2 separate regions of the Mus musculus genome follow, and region 2 is linked to region 1. A link is a contact called in public HiChIP or PLAC-seq data. All regions are on one chromosome and are shown on one strand. The core of a region is the stretch at or near the end of the contact, and the rest is flanking DNA. Distances in the headings are between cores, read along the strand shown.

The links. HiChIP or PLAC-seq counts read pairs in DNA pulled down with a chosen protein or histone mark.
Region 2: a contact with region 1 is called in an HNF4G HiChIP or PLAC-seq map of pancreatic cancer cells. The contact joins the promoter of Tha1 here to the enhancer-like site in region 1. A contact is called at or near these places in 5 of 39 promoter capture datasets (hematopoietic stem and progenitor cells, hippocampal neurons, liver and 1 more), 1 of 115 datasets of contacts at active chromatin or transcription factors (pancreatic cancer cells) and 1 of 9 other capture datasets (pancreatic islet).

Annotation. Positions count from the first base shown.
Region 1 is chr11:116,884,662-116,887,237 of GRCm38.p6, reverse strand. No RefSeq gene overlaps it. Among named protein-coding and RNA genes, the nearest start is that of Mfsd11, 32 kb to the right of the region's middle. Within about 2 kb of position 1,282, at least 85 of the 459 cell types and tissues checked have an H3K27ac peak or open chromatin away from gene starts, as enhancers often do. A contact at or near this core is called in pancreatic cancer cells and pancreatic islet, where this site is marked.
Region 2 is chr11:117,872,252-117,874,827 of GRCm38.p6, reverse strand. It overlaps Tha1 (threonine aldolase 1), which reads left to right and starts at 1,302. Exons shown (of 7, transcript NM_027919.4): 1 at 1,302-1,657. The coding sequence starts at 1,429. The region is part of intron 2 of Gm11725 (a long non-coding RNA gene); the gene reads right to left.

The sequences.
Region 1 (2,576 bases), core at 33-2,532:
GCAGGAGATGAACCAGAAAACTCCATCCTGTTCTTTGGTTGGACTCTGCAGATCTAAGGATGGGGGATGAGGGGCAGGGGGCGTGCAGATGCAGAGGTTTGGACCAGATGACACCCCCTCCCCTCCCACTGTTCCTGCCTTGACCCTAGCTCTCCCCATTACTCTCCTGGGGCCCAGAATAGACAGTACTTCCAACTGGGTGGGCACTGGGCAATGGGACCCTCTCAGTGTCCACTCACTGGGCACAGTTTCCTCTGTGCCCATCTCTTTGGTGCCCCGTGGTGGTCTGAGCTCCCTGCAGTGTGGGACACAAGGACTCGGTCACCCAGCCATTTCTCCCAGGTTCTAGCTTGATGAAAGTGACAGTTAAGAACTCTCATCCACAATGACACCTGAGGAGCGACAGGTGGTAACTTGAACCAGAGTTTATCTGTCCCCATTTCAACCACAGTGACAAGGAGAGTATCATTGTGTTTGCAGTTCTGAGCGAGTGTCTACTTTGCTTCTGGACGAGGGCTGAAACCCTGGCTCCTGAGTGTCTCTCTGTCTCTCTGTCTCTGTCTCTCTCTTTCTCTCTGCCTCCCTCTCCCCTCCCCTCCCCCCCCCCCCACGAAGCCAAGGGGATTTTTCTTTGGAAGATGTGGTTCAGGGAGTGGGAGACAGATGAGAGGGTGACCAAAATAACACTATACACACCAATGAAACTCTCAAAGAATAACTTCTGTTTTGAGGAAGGGTCTCACTATGCATTCCTGGATGGCTTAACATTGGCTATGCAGACCAGGCCAACCTTGAACTCACAGATCTGTCATCCTATCTCCCAAGTACTGGAAGTGAAGTTGTGTGCCAACATGCCCAAAAACAACAACAACAACATCCACCTGCCTTTAGACTGTGGGTGTGGCTTAGCGACAGAGTGTTTGTTTAGCATGCATAAGGCCCTGGTTTAACCACTACCTACATAAAACTAAAGCCCAGCCCACACAGAGATGGGAGAGACAGCCACTCATGAGAAAAAAAACCCTTAGACTTGGGAAGACCGGAGCTGCAGTAAACCCATTGTCCCATCTGGGCCCTTGTCAGCCTGAGACAGGTGCTGAGTTTGTTACAGAAGTAGGTGGTAGATCTGGGTAACCAGCTGCACCCCCCTTTTCCCCCCACCCCCACCCCGGTGCTCAAGGGGGAACAGAAACTGCGAAGCAGACAGCTGGCAAGGGATCCAACTCACCTGCAGAGCACCCCTGAGGCCTCCTGTTCCTTAGCAACCTGCTGAAGCCAGCCAAGGGCTTCCGGATTCCCTTTCAGAGGATCAGTCACCTCCCTCCCCTCCCCTTCCCTCCCTCCTCACCTCGCCCCCTCCGTCCCCCCAACCCCCACCCCCGGAGAGGCGGAGAGCAGTAGGATCCCTGTACACGCAGAGGGAGTTCAGGGTGAAGGAACCTAAGTTTCTTTTCAACTGGGTCTGCGCAGAGCCAGAGGATGCCAGGGATCCCCCAGCACCCCCGCGCCCTGCCCCGCACCCCCTGCCCTTCCTCACAACACACACACACAAAGGGAAGGTGTCAGGACAGTCTCCGCTGAACCATTTCACTGGCTCTTCTTTCGGAAAGTCTACCTATAAACTTAGAGATTCACGTCGGGACAACAGAACACATAGGACAGTGACACCTCGGAGACCTAAGCGTGGGAGACTGAAACACAGCAGAGACGTCCCTTAAACCGAGCTATTTACTATGCCGGCTCCACACCTCTTGCATCCCAGATCACGAGTTCAGTCTCGGCCTAGATCCAAAGCTGTAAAAACAGATCGCAAGAGTCGGTTGCCCTCTGCTGGGCATCGTAGGATATGCACCCAGCCTCCGTACCAAGAACTGATTTCTGCACTCTATGAGAGGATTCAAGAGCTGGACAGCTGTGGCTGAGTCTTTCCCCCGAATCATCTGGAATAAATTTGATTTGATTTGGAGTCTATAGCCCAGGCTGGCCTCAAAAACATAGCCAAGGCTGACCTTCGACTCCTGATCGTCCTGCCTCTGACTCCTGAGTGCAGGACTACAATCATGTGCCACAAAGCCCAATTTTTTGTTTTTTGTTTTTGTTTTAATAGCACTGGGGAATGGAAACCGGGGGTCTGAGCATACTAGGCAAGCACTCTACAGCCCAGGTTCGAGACTATCTTGGGTATCTAGACCCATCGACTTGCAGAAGAAAAAAAAAGGGTCTTAAAGTGTATGGAGACCTTATAGAGCAGGCATGTCCACTGCATTTCAAGATACAAGACGGGGCATCCTAGCCATCATAATTCTGGTCTGACCGGAACAGGTCTTTTCTTTCTTTTACGTTTTTGTTTATGGGCTGGAGAGATGGCTCAGCAGATGAGAGGACTGCTCTTCCAGAGAACCAGGGTTTGAGCCCCAACACCACACGGTCACTCGGAATCGTCTGGGATCGTTCTGCGGTATTTGATGAGCTCTTCTGTTCTCTACAGGCACCAGGTATGCATGTGGTGCACAGAAACAAAGCACACATGAAATAAAAATGAACAAATCTAAATATGGGCTGGAGAGATGGCTCAG
Region 2 (2,576 bases), core at 53-2,552, 990 kb before region 1:
AATCTAAGGATCACATGCTTACTAGCTAGGTGCTCTGTCACAGGGCTCTTGGGCATGACTTCCATGGAAGCACCTTGTCTCTCCAAGCCAATGGTATAGGAAAAAGAAAGATTTCTAGATACCTCCAAAACTCCGTTTCCCATATGTCCTAGAGAGATGGCAGACACAAACCCATACAGTCTCTTGGAGACTCTGTAACTCTAGCTCCAGGTTGTCCAGCGCCCTCTTCTGGCCCCAGTAGGTAACTACACTCATGTGTATCTACTCCCCACCCCACACATATGATTTTTAAAGTTTTAAATCTCCCCCCCCCCCCATACAGGGTCTCTGTGTAGCCTTGATTGTCCTGGAACTCTGTGGACCAGGCTGGCCTCGAATTCAGAGATCCGCCTACCTCTGCCTCCCCAGTGCTGGAATTAAAGGTGTGTGCCACCACCTCCCAGCTTTAAATTCATTTAAAAGAAGAATTTGGGGAGAGGAGAGGGGAAGGGGAGGGGGAAGGAGGAGGAGGAGGGGAGAGGAGGGAGGGGGAATGTATCCCATTTGGTAGCATGCTTGCCTAGCACTTACAAAGCCCTAAATCTAGTTCCCAGCACAGCGTAAACTGGGCATGGTGGCACACACTTGAATTCCCAAGCAGGACGGTCAGATGTTCAAGGTCAACTAGGTTACCCAGTGAGTTCAGAACTAATTTTGTTGTTTGTTTGTTTGTTTTGAGACAAGGTTTCTCTGTGTAGCCCTGGCTGTCCTGGAACTCACTTTGTAAACCAGGCTGGCCTCGAACTCAGAAATCCGCCTGCCTCTGCCTCCCAAGTGCTGTGATTAAAGGCGTGCGCCACCACTGCCCGGCCAGAACTAATTTTTAAGGAGAAAAATTAAAAAGACTCCAGTGGTTGAAAGCTACTGTTTATGGGCAACACGGTACCATACTTGATTCCTGGACTTCACATCAGTGTCTGCAGCCTGTTTCCTCGGGTGTAAAATGAGGACCGTGAGGGACTGGAGAGGTGGCTCAGAGGCATGGAACTGATTATGAAGAGAACCTGAGTTCCATTCCCAAACACCCAGGTGTTTCCCAGAGTGGCTGAGACGCTTAATTAAGTTAAATCTGCAGTGCCACGAGCAGTACCATGTACACGCTAAAATCCCCGGACCTCAGCTTTGTTTCCCACTCAGCAAAGTAAGGAACTGTCATTCCAAAATCTCCTAGCCTTTGGAACAACGGAACACAAAAACTACAACTCTCAGCATGCTGCGGGGCTCGAATAATGTATAAAACTCCAGAGAGGACTACAATTCCCATAGTGCCCCGGGCTTGCCCAGTTCAGGTCCGCGCGGGGTCAGAAGAGTCCAGTTACACGGGTTCCCCGCTGGCACGGAAGAGACTGTCCTCCGCTCCTGCGGCCGAGAAAGACGAGTGCCACAGCCATGCTATGCAGCCTGTTCCGGGCCGCCATGCTACGCAGCCTGTTCCGGGCCACGGTCCCGGGGCTCAGGGTGCCCTGGGCTCAGTGGTCTAGGAATTGGGCGGGGGTCCCAGCCCACGTGGTGGACCTACGCAGCGACACGGTGACCCGGCCAGGGCCGGCCATGAGGCGCGCTATGGCCGAAGCGGTTGTAGGAGACGATGATTACGGCGAAGACCCTACGGTCCACGGTGAGCCCGGCGAACAGGCCCGGGGCAGGGGTCGTTGCGGTGACCCCGGGACGCTGTCCGTGGTTCTGACAGGACAGCACGGACGCAGAGGGGTGCCTCGCTGACATTTGAGGACGCTCAGTGGTGCACTCTGCGTTCTTGTTCCTTCTCGGAGAGATCCCTGGTAATGCAGACTCTTGAGCTCCACAATGGACTTGGGGAGCCAGAATCTGCATTTTAACAGGACCACCTGGTGATTTCTGCCCACTGTCACCCAATTGCCCAGATGGGTGTTGTCCAGACTTGGCAAAGCAAGACCCCGAGATGGGCAGAGAGGAGTTCAAGGACCCACATCAGGAACAGGGAAGAACCAGGGTTTGAGACAGGTCTTACTACAAGGAGGGCTAACTACTCTCCTTCATTCATTGGCTGACTTCACAAAGACAAAATCAATCCAGCAAAGAAAGTGCTCGCTGCTCCTTCACAGGGGGGGGGGGGGGGTGCAGAATTTCATATCTAGGGAGTGCAGCGCGTTAAGGAGACAGCAAACCAAAGCCCACCCGGGGTCAATAGTCACTGCTAAGGTGGACCTCTAGTGCTGCTGTGTGTGCACTAGAGATCCAGAGATACACCAGAGATCACACTTGACCTTTGTGGACCCAGGGGTGATTGGGGCTGATCTAGAATCTCTTGACAACAAGATATTACCAGGAACTTCAAAGATGCTGAGCTACACTGCTCTCAGCAGGCACCTGGTGTAAACAGGTCACCACATCAAGGCTGGGAGGTCCTGGCCTCGACAGGAGTCTGAGGAGGGTGAACCAGGGGCTGGGAGGAGGAGCGAGCAGAACTCATCCCCGACCGCACACAGGGCTCAGGGAGACACGGGTATGTGTCCTCTGGGGACAGAATCTAGATCACTTTAGCACTGAGCATTGTG